Regions from separate parts of the Mus musculus genome. Here region 2 is linked to region 1. The links are chromatin contacts, called in public Hi-C maps. All regions are on one chromosome and are shown on one strand. Each heading gives the region's core, a stretch centred on a gene start, on an enhancer-like site or on the middle of the called end of the contact. The rest is flanking DNA. Distances are from core to core; before and after follow the strand shown. Region 1 overlaps Pwwp2a (PWWP domain containing 2A). Region 2 holds the start of Ttc1 (tetratricopeptide repeat domain 1).

Region 1 (6,278 bases), core at 243-2,742:
CTAGATGTAAGTAAAGTTAAAACTATTTCAATGAAGGAAAATGTGTGCCTAATATTTGTTGATGATTGTGTTGAGGATTACCTGAATCCATGAGCTAGGAGCTAACCTTTTATTTTATACAGCAAAACTAAAATTTACACTTGGTAAGAGCTCTGAGAACTTCACTGTAGATCACTGGGCGTGGTGGGGCATGCCTGTCATCCCAGGATTTGTGAGGCAGAGGCAGGAGGATTTGAGTTTGAGGCCAGCCTGGTACTATACTACATAGCAGTTTCTAAGCTAGCTTAGAATACGTAGTGAACATAATTTCAAAAAGTAAGCAAAATCATTCAGATTATTATGCCTTAAATTCTCCAGCCTAAAGATTTATTAATTTTTAGCGAGGATAATGAGAGGATCCTATCCTTTTTGTTTGGTTGTTTTTTTTTGTTTGTTTCTTTGTTTGTTTTGTTTTGGTTTTTTTTTTTTTTTTTGAGACAGGGTTTCTCTGTATAGCCCTGGCTGTCCTGGAACTCACTTTGTAGTCCAGGCTGGCCTCGAACTCAGAAATCCGCCTGCCTCTGCCTCCCAAGTTCTGAGATCAAAGGCGTGCACCACCACGCCTGGTGTTTTTTTGTTTTTGATATAGAATCTTTCTCAATAGTCTTGGCTGTCCTAGAACTTGATACATAGATCAGGCTAGCCTTGAACTCACAAAGATCCTCCTGTCTCTGCCTCCTGATTACTAAGATTAAAGGCATGAGCCACCACAACTGGCTAAAGATTTATTTTTAAAAAGTTATTCTGAACCTTCTGGAGAACATTTAAGAGGACAAGAACATAAAACACAGAAACAAATGAGCAAAAAACCCAAACACTTGTTATTTTCAAAAACTGACATATAGAAAACATTTTCTTCTAATTTACAGGGTTCCTCATGACCTGATAGTCTGCTGCTATCATTGGTTCTCTGTAACTTTGCCTTATAAAACTGGCATTAACATTGTCTTGTGCTAGATGTTGTTGTCTCAGTGTTTTTTAAAATTTGCATCCTGACATACACTGAGATACTTGGAATATGGTTTTGTTTTTATGAAAATGCAATAAAAACAGCAAATTTAACTGAAAGTTTCTTTATTTCAACCAAGTTACATTGATCCAGTTACATTTCCAGGTTTGTCTGAGAAACAGTTCTTATTTTCTGCTCATTCTCCTTCCTACTGAAGCTGGGATCTATTTATACATGCATACTGGGATCTATTTATACATGCATACTGGGATCTATTTATACATGCATACTGGCTATACAACTGGTTTGAAATTGGATTACACTTGAAAATACTGCTTGTCTTTTATTCTTTCCTTTGCTTTCTCTCTTTGAGACAAGAGACCTTGGCTGTGTTGTACAAGTTGGCTTTAAACTCAATCCTTTGTCACACCCTCCTGGGTACTGCCACTGCAGATTCTCGCCAGTCTGCCCAACTGAAATAATTTCTGAATGTAGTTTGTGGTTTTAAAAAGTGAAACTCAGGGACACTGAAGGGATGAGTCATCAGTTAGGAGCACAAACTGCTCTTCTGGACCTGGGTTCAGTCACCAGTACCAACACAGCAGATCACAATAATAATAATAATCTGTAACTCCAGTGTGGGGGATTCTTTTCTGGCTTCTGAAGGCACTGTACTCATGGTATATATAGATGATATTCATAGAGCCAAAACACCAGTATATACAAAGTAATACAAAACAAACTTTGAAACCACGCAGCTCTGCCTTGTCAGCATTGGAAATACTTTGAGCATCTGATTCTGTGCTGTTTAAACTGACCTGGAACTTCAGGTGTTCCTGCCTTAGCCTTGAGTGCAGAGATTACCAACAGGTGCTACCACCCTGGCTGGTATTAAGCTTTTGAGAGGTATTATGTATGACCAGAGGAAAATGATGACGTCTAATATATGGGTGCATTTACTGGAAAATGTGCATGGTTCAGTGAGTTTAATACCACATGGCATCTCATATTAATCTGTCTGATAACAGATCCATTTTAAATAAAGCCACTCTGGTATTGCCTAGAGTAACCATTTATTTCGGTTATTTCTAGTTTCTCTCTAAATGTAGAATCAAAAGAAGTGGAGAATTTTGTTACTTTGGAGACAGCAGTAGTTTATTTTAGATTCGTGTATAGATGCGTATGAAGTTGTTTACGTTTAAGAAGTTGAGTTACAGATATCAACTCACTAGCTTTCTTTTGTTCTTCCATTTCCTTCAAAGGTTTGGGCCCCATGGGATCCCTGTGACAGTATTTCCCAAAAGGGAATATAAGGACAAACCGGACGCCATGCAGCTCCAAAGTACCACATTCCAAGAAGGGATAGAAGTCAAGCAGGAAGTGAACGGTGCTGTTCCCGATGACCTCTCTCCAGTCCCTCCTCCTGAGCGCCTGTGGGCTTCCAAGCCACCTCCTCTCTTCCATGAAGGAGCACCTTACCCTCCCCCCTTGTTTATCAGGGACACATATAACCAATCAATACCTCAGCCGCCGCCTCGGAAAATTAAGCGACCCAAACGAAAAATGTACAGGGAAGAACCCACTTCAATAATGAATGCGATTAAGCTACGGCCCAGGCAAGTCCTGTGTGATAAGTGTAAAAACAGTGTTGTTGCTGAAAAGAAGGAAATTAGGAAAGGTAGCAGTGACTCTTCTAGGTATGAAGATAAAAAACGGAGAAATGACAGTGTAGCTACTGTGAACAAAAAACTGAAAACTGACCATAAAGTGGATGGGAAAAACCAAAACGAAAGCCAGAGAAGGAACACTGTGGTGAGGGTTTCCAGTATCGCTCACAGCAGGGGCAGAGTAGTCAAGGTTTCTGCTCAGGCAAATACATCAAAAGCTCAGTTAAATACCAAGAAAGTGCTCCAAAGCAAGAACATGGATCACGCAAAAGCTCGGGAAGTATTGAAAATTGCCAAAGAAAAGGCACAGAAGAAGCAAAGTGAAACCTCCACTTCCAAAACCGCCCATGCGAAAGTCCACTTCACACGTCGGTATCAGAGTCCCAGCTCAGGTTCTCTCCCACCCCGAGTGCGGTTAAAACCACAAAGGTACAGGAACGAAGAAAATGACTCTTCTCTGAAGACGGGACTGGAGAAAATTCGGAGTGGCAAGCTGGCGCCTAAGCCGCAGTCTCGATGCACCTCCACCCGCTCAGCAGGTGAGGCCCCTTCAGAAAAACCGAGTCCCTCAGAAGGCCCGGAAGAGTCCGCCGGTGAGGTTCAGGACACAAGCAGAGTGCGTGTGCCTGGTGAGCAGGAGGAACTGCGGATGTTGGGCAAAAAGGGCAGCAAAAGCAGTATCTCTGTTTACCTGACCCTAAATCAGGAGACATCTGACTCTTCCAGTGCCTCAGTGTGTAGCATTGATAGCATGGATGATTTGAAATCCTCCAACTCTGAGTGTAGCTCTTCTGAGAGCTTCGTTTTTCCTCCCGGCTGTATGCACGCACCTTCTGCCTCTTCCACTTCTACTTCCTTCTCTTCAAAGGAAGAGAATAGCCTCCGTAATTCTTTGAAAATGAAAATCTTTTCAAAAAATGTCTCTAAATGTATCACACCAGATGGCAGGACCATATGTGTAGGGGACATTGTTTGGGCCAAGATATATGGCTTCCCTTGGTGGCCAGCCCGTATTCTTACCATCACTGTAAGCCGGAAAGATAACGGCCTTTTAGCCCGGCAGGAGGCCCGTATCTCATGGTTTGCATCTCCAACCACATCTTCCCTTGCTCTCTCACAACTCTCCCCCTTTCTAGAAAACTTCCAGTTACGGTTTAATAAGAAGAGAAAGGGTCTGTATCGCAGGGCTATCACAGAGGCTGCTAAGGCTGCTAAGCAGCTGACCCCTGAAGTGCGGGCTTTGTTGACACAATTTGAAACGTGAACATGGACAGTAAGGTAGGCGAGAACCACTGGAGCTGCTGCAGGTCCCTGGCTAGTCAGGAATCATTTCCACCAGCTAGCTTGGCCAAACTGGTGAGAAATTGCACTCAGTTGGCTTTTTATACGTTATATATAGCCATTTTTACACTAAGAAGCTGAAAACTGAAAGATGTTTCAAATTTTCTCTTAAGTAGGATTTTAGGAATATTTTCCAGTTTTAAAATCTAAAACCACCCTAAGGCATAGAAGCCATAGCTTCAAATGAAACAATTTTTGCAGGGACTGTTAATTGCCATTTGTAGCTATTGTTTGTGTGTATATGTATGTCTAGGTATGCACACCTAGACATACATACACACACATCCACATGTATAAACTATTGTCTGTCACCATGTGACATGGGTTGCATATTTGAGATTTTAGTAAGGGCTGGAACTTGGGGAACAGTGGATATTCAATGATTACTTGTTTTATCTAGTGAAAACTTAGACTTTCTATGCACATAGGGTATAAAAGTTTGATATTGGATGTTTGACACACTGAGATGCTTGCTATGACAAATTGGTATGCTTGCTGTTTAGTTATAGACCAGGCTGTACACATTGCCAGTATTTGGGATTAAAACTATTAAGACTAGACAGGTTTGGGTCAGTACTCTCTTGTCCAGTGAGGTTGTAAAACAAACTGTCAGATATTTGGTGGGAAGTTTAGATAGATTTTATTTGGGGTATATAAATAATTGAGTGAAAAGTTAGTCAGATTTCTCCTGACTGGCTGTTCCTAAATTCTTAGGACAGACCCTAGCAATTTACACTTTGTGAATTAATGTCATGTGTAATTGTTGCATTTTGGATGTACCTAATTTGATAGTTTTTCAGAAGCATTTTCCATTTAAGGTAATCTGTTTGCAGGTCAGAAAATGAGAAATGTGATTGTATAATGCATTGAAATGTAAAAAAAAAAAAGCTGTAAATAAAATCAACTAAATCCAAATTATTTGTGTGTGTTTCTCAAAAAGCTTTGAACAGTTTCAAAATAGTAGAAATTTTTCTTTGCAATAGTGGTTAGAAAACATGAGAAATTAAACATTTTTGTTTGCCCTGTCAGGGATGTATTGGAGAATAAATAAAATTCAAATAACAGGAGGTACAGTGAGGCTCTATAGTAATACCATCCGGTAGAACTCTAGTTCCTATCAACTGCTCATGAATGCTTTTCATTTTTTCCCCTCAGTTTTAGCTTTGATAAATTGTCATGCTTTAAAAAATTAGGTAATTGTAGTTGGTTTGCTCTCTGGTCTCCTGCCTCAGATATCACTGCTTTATGGGCTTAGTAATCTAACTCCATATTCTACATGGTCTACCTGTCCCTAAGATGTTATTTTTTAAGAGTCTCGCTATGTCACTTTGGCTGGCCAGGCTGATTTCAAGCTCAGAGCCTTGCCTGCTTCTGCCTCCTGAGTGCCCGCAGAGGCAAGGTGATCTCGAGAATTAAGTTGCTTCCAAGCCTTTTGTTTTCTTAAATTTGATATAGTTTCAGTTAGTACTTACTTGAGATACAAAAAGGTAAACTTTTATGGATTTCTAAAATAATCCAGTGTGAGATATGTTAGTTACTACATAATTAATAATAAAGATAATGAAATTTGGAAATGAACTTCCTTAAGCTTGATACCTGATTATTTCTGGGAAAGAAAATAGAATTTCTTCTGGGGAACTTAGTCAATGCTTTTTGATTTTAATAAACACACAAAGAAAAAGATACATATTCTTTCCTGCAAACAGAAACTAATCTGATTATGACAGTCTGAAAGCTCACAGTGTGATGAAGGGCTTATGAGGGAAATATCCTAGGTTTTCTGAGTAACTGTTTTAGATTAGAGTACTTGTTTGTTTACCTTTTGAAAAACTGATTTATGCGAGAGTCATCTAAAAAGTAATGTGAAGTGTGTGATCTGGGCTGTTGTAGTTGTGACTTTGAAAGTGGGTGTTGCTAATACAGTCAGACACTTTGGCAATGTATCTTTATGGCATAAACCATTTGTCCTATTTCAGAAGCTACATGGGAAAATACAATCTGTGATTGTGGAGTATATAAATAACATTCAGCCAGGAGTGATGGCATGTTCTAGTGATCCTATCATTTGAGAGGTGGATGCAAGAGGGTTGAGTGACTTAGAGATTGACCAGGGCACATAATGAATTCTTGTCCAGAAAATGAACAAAGGAATATTTGGCTCTGTGTGCTGGTACATGCCTTTAGCCCTAGCATGTTCTCTGAGATTGAGGCCGATCTGATCTATGGAATTCTATCTAGACCAGCCAGGGCCACATAGTGAGATACTATTTTTAAAGATATCC
Region 2 (6,698 bases), core at 2,425-4,924, 44 kb after region 1:
GCACATACGTATTATAAGCACGTTGTAGATCCTTAAGGTAGAAGACAGAATTCTAAATACACAGGAAAAAGCCAGCAATTGCTTTGTTAAACTGAATGATCAGGTTTTGGTTTTGTGTGCCCATATCACAGCACTAGGGAAGTGAAGGTAGGAAGACTGGGAGCTAGCTTGGGCTACGTGGTCATACCCTGTCTTAGATAGGGTGTTACTGCTGTGAACAGACACCATGACCAAGTCTTATAAAGGACATTTAATTGAGGCTGGCTTACAGGTTCAGAGGTTCAGTCCATTATCATTAAGGTGGGAGAATGGCAGCATCCAGGCAGGCACAGTGCAGGCAGAGCTGAGAGTTCTACATCTTCATCTGAAGGCTGCTAGTGAAAGACCGGCTCCCAGGTAGTTAAGACAAGGATATTACAGCCCACATACACAAGGCTGCACCGCTTCAATAAGGCCACACCTCCCAACAGTGCCACTCCCTGGGCCAAGCATATACAAACAATCATATATCCTGACCTAAAATATATACAAAGCAATGAATTAAAATTTAGATGGGTTTTAAGCTAGGTAGGCATGGTGGCTGAGGCCTGTAACCCTAGCATTTGGGAGGCAGAGGCAAGAGGACTGCTACAGGGTCATTCTATGTATTGTTTCAGTCCAGTCAAGAGGACGCCGAGAGACCATATCCCCCCCAAACAGCACCACCACCATCACAGGTGACTTAGCAGGCACATTATCCACAACCATTTACCTGTTTCTCTTCTTCTGGCATGTTTTTTTCCAGTTCAATTAGGTATTCTTCATCCAGTTCAGAACTAGAATCATCGCTGGCTTTGCTCCCTGCCACGTGCGCCCCTGGCTGTTCCTCCTCAAACGAGGCACTACAGTCATGAAAACATTCCTCTTCAACATGGTCGTCCTGTGGATGGGCTTCAGCAGCCTTCGGCAGCTTGCTCTGGCAGTGCTGACCCTTGGGATCAGAAACCATGGGGCTGGCAGACTCTCCTTCTTGAGGATCTGCGACTTTCAGACCATTGAACAGATCTTCTGGGACCTTACAGTCTTCTGACTTTTCCTCCATGCTGAGTTCAGGGAGGGAGGTACGGCTAAATGTCTGGAAAAAAAGAAAAATAATGTTTTTTAGTTATCTTCGTATATATGCAGTCTTTTTTGTTTTTTGTTTTTTTCAAAACAGGGTTTCTCTGTGTAGCCCTACCTGTCCTGGAACTCACTCTGTAGACCAGGCTGGCCTCTGCCTCCCAAGTGCTGGGATTAAAGGTGTGAGCCACTAGTGCCCGGCTGTATACAGTCTTAAATCCCTTCTGTCGGATATTAGCCCCGAAATTTAGAATACCCAAGATATAAGATACAATTTGCTAAACGCATGAAACTCAAGAAGAACGAAGACCAAAGTGTGGACACTTTGCCCCTTCTTAGAATTGGGAACAAAACACCCATGGAAGGAGTTACAGAGACAAAGTTTGGAACTGAGACGAAAAGATGGACCATCTAGAAACTGCCATATCCGGGGATCCATCTCATAATCAGCTTCCAAACGCTGACACCATTGCATACACTAGCAAGATTTTGCTGAAAGGACCCAGATATGGCTCTCTTGTGAGACTATGCCAGGGCCTGGCAAACACAGAAGTGGATGCTCACAGTCAGCTATTGGATGGATCACAGGGCCCCCAATGGAGGAGCTAGAGAAAGTACTCAAGGAGCTGAAGGGATCTGCAATCCTATAGGTGGTACAACAATATGAACTAACCAGTACCCTGGAGCTCTTGTCTCCAGCTGCATATGAATCAGAAGATGGCCTAGGCGGCCATCAGTGGAAAGAGAGCCCCATTGGTCGTGCAAACTTTATATGCCTCAGTACAGGGGAACGCCAGGGCTAAGAAGTGGGAGTGGGTGGGTAGGGGAGTGGGTGGGGGAGCGTGTGGAGGACTTTTGGGATAGCATTGGAAATAAATGAAATAAATACCCAATAAAAAAAATATGGAAAAAAAAAACCCTTCTGTCTTTCACACCTAAACAAACTTCTACATATAACCCCGCCAAACACAGCTTGACTTTCTTTGACTGGGGAGTCATTATTTTTATTTATTTGTTTTATAAGTATTATTGGTTTTTTTGTTTTGTTTTGTTTTCTAGACAGGGTTTCTCTGTGTAGCCCTGGCTATCCTGGAACTCACTTTGTAGACCAGGCTGGCCTCGAACTCAGAAATCTGCCTGCCTCTGCCTCCTGAGTGCTGAGATTAAAGGAGTGCACCACCATGCCCGGCTTGTTTTTTTTTGTTTGTTTGTTTTTGTTTTTTGAGACAGGGTTTCTCTGTGTGACCCTGGCTGTTCTGGAACTTGTTTTGTTCATCAGGCTGGCCTTGATCTCAGAGATCCACCCTCCTCTGTCTCCCCATTGCTGGATTAAAGGAGTATGGATCATGCCTGTCCAAGGAAGTCATTTTAAAAACAGGATATCACCAATTGTGGTGGCCCATTCCTGCAGTCTCATCATTGGGGAGATGTAGTTAGAAAGATCAGAAGTTCAAGGCCATCCTTGGTTACACAGCAAATGTGAGGCTAGCCTGGGCTATGAGACCCTGTATTAGGCCCCTCCCCAGCCCCAAACTAGAGTATAATAAACTCACACTCAATGCCAATTATCATTTTAACTGATAGTCTTGCTGATCAAATATGGTATCAGACTTATACCAAGACTAACATCCCCACTTCCCACTGGTGTTGGAGACCGAATCTCAGACTTTGTGGTACATGTAAGCCATTTAAACAACTGAACCACACCCTCGATCCATACCCTAAATGAAAAGACTGATTTTAATGTGACTTTTCCACGTCCGGCAGCTTGCTGGATGGCACAAATTAGACAGAATCCAAAACAGCTGCAGGGGAAAAAAAAAGAAAGAAAGAAAGAAAGAAAGAAAGAAAGAGTTCTAATCTTTGTTCAGAATAAATGACCAAGTTGTCAACAGGAAACAATGAAGTCCGAATGGGACACTATCGCCACCGGGAGCCGAAGAATAAGTTTCTTATGGAGCCCAAGATGGCATCTGTGCCCAAATCGTGCTTATCATCGTAAGCAAATGCAAGCGGTATAGCTTAGGTAGCTAATTCTGGAAGGGGAGCCTTTGCGCAGATGTTTTCACAGGCATCCTCCAGGGACTCAGAACTCAGCCTTGGAAGAGCCGGTTCTCAACTCTCGCTGCGCAACCCTGCTGCCCAGATCCTGACAATATTGGTCTGCAGTCAGGTCAGAGCATCTCTGTTTTTTTAAAGTGACTCTGATGATTTTACGTTCATCCTATTAACCACTGCTGCTCTAGAAGCTGAGTCAGAACCTCTGCGGTGCCTGCCACCCCTCTGGTCGCAGCAAAACCACGCCAATGACCCAGTGTCGCGTTAAAGTCCGAATTCGTCCTAGCCTGTTAAAAGGAAAAGTTAAAAGGGAGGGTCAGGACTCGCAGGCTTCGCTTTTACTCGAGTGTCGCGTCCCTCCCGGCTATGAGTCAAGGTTAGAAAAGCCCCTCCCCGCGCGACCCCGCGCCTGTCCCAGGCCACAGTCCTCACCGAACGCCGCGAGACCCACGATGGGCTTCACAACCTCCCAGCTCCTCTCTCCACCGCTCCTGCCTCCGAGTCCTTCTACTTCCTCCTGAGTCAGGTGCACTTCCGGCCGCGCTGGCCAATGGCGCCATTGCTGGCAAAGCATTCTGGGAAATGTAGTGGCCAACTCGAAGAGAGTGAGCGGAAGTAGCTGTGTGACGTCACTGTACGGCTCAGTACTATGAGCCTCAGCTGTCATCTTGAGTTATGTCAAATCCTGCCAATTAGCACAAAGTAATTTTTCAAACGCGACTACTTGTGGCTTTAAAAACGTCTTTATTCTGGCGTCCCTCATGTTAGGAATGTGCATAAGAACCCGAAAACATCCTTCGTCCCTAAATAAACATTTCTTTCCAGTAGTTTCCAAAGTGCCTTTCAAGAGCTCTGTTAGGAGAGTAACAGTTTTCAAAACAGTAAATATTACACACTTTTTCCACTCATTTTCTCATGACTGTACAGCGCTTTCCAGAGGTTGTCTTCTGATATAGTGCAACAGAAGGAATACAAAAAGGGGTGAATTATTCTAGCTGTTAGGCAAGTCCGTCTATTTGTGAGCTAGACCTCCAGGCCTTCACCTGTCCTGTATTAAATCAGAGATTTGCAAAAAATTGAAACAATGCCATTCTTCTTGTGACAGGATAGCAAAGATGGAGAAAATTAAAAAGACATCGGAAAGGAAAGTAGCCTTTCATCAAGACTGGTTAAGTCTCTCCTAGGCTCAGTCATGAATTCCCACAAGGGGCTAGGAAGCATGACTTAGCAATTGAGAGCAATGACTGCACTTTCAGAGGACCAGGGTTCAATCCCCAGTACTCACATAGCAGCTTACCACAACTTTAACTCCAGTTCCAGGGCATTTAAGATCCTCTTCTGAACTTCATGGCCACCAGGCACACACATGGTAAACAGGCATACATGTAAACAAACACTCATGCACACCAGAAGAGTTAATTAGATAACAGTAAAGTTAAAAAAATTCCATAGAGTTATACAAAATTTCATAGACAGAAATACTGTTCCTTTGATTTATTTGTTTTTAAATGTAGATACTTTAAGAATTAACACAGAAGCTAGGCAGTGGTGTCACTTGCCTTTAATCCCAGCACATGGGAGGCAGAGGCAGGCAGATTTCTGAGTTGAGGCCAGCCTTGTCTAAAGAGTGAGTTCGAGGACAGCCGGAGCTATACAGAATTATTAAAAAAAAAAAAGATTTAACACTGAAATGAAACATAAGACATACCCATACCGCTGGGCTGTGGTGGCGCACGCCTTTAATCCCAGCACTTGGGAGGCAGAGGCAGGGGGATTTCTGAGTTCGAGGCCAGACTGGTCTACAAAGTGAGTTCCAGGACAGCCAGGGCTAAACAGAGAAACCCTGTCTCGAAAAACAAAACAAAACAAGACATACTCATACCCAGTGAAGCATGAGCCATATTTCTGACTCGTAATTTTCTGACAAATAAGGTTGTGAGATTGTGAGGGGCTAGGGAGATGAGAGATGACTTAGTGTGACAATAAGGCACTTGCCAGCAAGCTTGCTGACCAGAGTCTGATCTCCAGGAACATGTGGTAGAAGGAGAGAACTAGCCCCTGAATGTTGTCTTCTCATCCACACCTATATGTCATTCACACACCTTTATCCACCTCTCTCTATCTCTCCCTTTCCTGATAAATACTAATACTCAACAAAAGAAATGAAAAGTATACGATTCTGGTGTTATTTTCCATAGTTGTTTATGTAATTTGGTTCACTTGAAAAGATGAACTAATAGCAGGAGTTTTTCTTAAAATTTTGAGTAAATATTTACCGTGATAAAAGCATTGAAAAAGTATACCACGTATACCACATCCTTTATTGTTTGTTTGTTTGTTTGTTTTGTTTTTTTTTGTCAAACAGGGTTTCTCTGTATAGCCCTGGCTGTCCTGGAACTCACTCTGCAGGCCAGGCTGACCTCGAACTCAGAAATCTGCGTGCCTCTGCTTCCCAAGTGCTGGGATTAAAGGCGTGTGCCACCACTGCCCCATTTTCAAATCTCTTAAACAGTGTAACTTTAAAATCCACCAGAACAGGTATAATGGGTATAATCTCAGTGCTTGGGAGGTGGAGGCAGTAAGATCACAGAACTTTGTGGCCAGACTGGGTAGGTAGTCTGGGCGTAGTGAGTTCTAGGTCAGCTACGTCTAGAAAGTGAATAGCCATCTGAAATGCTAGCAAAAATGTATTTATATATTAGCTACCAACATCCCCCACCCCCCACGGGCCTGCTGTAATCCCAGCTATTTCCTTGAAGGTGAGATTGGAAGGTTGAAAGTTACAGATGAGTCTGCCTGGGCTATTGAGAGAGTCCACAACTAACCTGGGCATCTTAGTAAGACCATACATGCACAAAACAAAAAGTTTAAAAAACAAACAAACAAACAAACAAACAAACTTGCCTATCACATCTAAGGTCCTTTGTTTAATCTCTATCACTGAAAAGAGAGGGTGTGGGGGAGGGGGAGTAGGAGGGAGGGGAAAAGAGGACAAGGAAGTGGATCTCTCTCTCTCTCTCTCTCTCTCTCTCTCTCTCACACACACACACACACACACACACACACACACACACACACAAGTGCGTGTGTACTGATCACACTGTGAGATTGTGTAGTTAGAAACCTGTTTCTAGTTATGGTGTGTCTCAGCGCTAGGACACACCTTTCATGCAAGAGCTTTCTATTTACTGTAAACAGGATTAAATGGAGTCAACCTTAGGCCAAGAGGTGGAACAAGCAACCAGTTGACAGGAAGTGAACATAGAAAAAAGAACCATAGAGCATGAGAGGAAGTCAGGAGGGCAGATAGAAAGATGCAGGGAGAAGAAAGGAGGGACATTCAGTTGGAAGGGTTTTAAGACTGTGGAGGAAGCCGGGTGTGGTGGCGCACACCTTTAATCCCAGCACTCGGGAGGCAAAAGCAGTCGGATTTCTGAGTTCGAGGCCAGCCTGGTCTACAAAGTGAGTTCCAGGACAGCCAGGGCTATACAGAGAAACCCTGCCTCGAAAAAAAAAAGACTGTGTAGAGGAAATAAACAGAA

Evidence for each region. Hi-C and Micro-C count contacts between places; a contact is called where the count stands out from the background.
Region 2: a contact with region 1 is called in a Hi-C map of female germline stem cells, with 3 times the contacts expected there. The contact joins the promoter of Ttc1 here to the enhancer-like site in region 1. A contact is called at or near these places in 1 of 39 promoter capture datasets (macrophages), 16 of 484 Hi-C or Micro-C datasets (CD8 T cells, Th2 cells, cortical neurons and 12 more), 4 of 115 datasets of contacts at active chromatin or transcription factors (CD8 T cells, the SCID.adh cell line and embryonic stem cells) and 4 of 9 other capture datasets (adipose tissue, embryonic stem cells, liver and 1 more).

What each region holds. Positions count from the first base shown.
Region 1 is chr11:43,702,284-43,708,561 of GRCm38.p6, forward strand. Pwwp2a (PWWP domain containing 2A) reads left to right here. Exons shown (of 2, transcript NM_027557.1): 2 at 2,251-4,911. The coding sequence ends at 3,919. Among named protein-coding and RNA genes, the nearest start is that of Gm34963, 23 kb to the left of the region's middle. Within about 2 kb of position 1,493, at least 31 of the 459 cell types and tissues checked have an H3K27ac peak or open chromatin away from gene starts, as enhancers often do. A contact at or near this core is called in the SCID.adh cell line, Th2 cells and female germline stem cells, where this site is marked.
Region 2 is chr11:43,744,334-43,751,031 of GRCm38.p6, forward strand. It overlaps Ttc1 (tetratricopeptide repeat domain 1), which reads right to left and starts at 3,675. Exons shown (of 8, transcript NM_133795.2): 1 at 3,589-3,675; 2 at 752-1,114. The coding sequence starts at 1,081.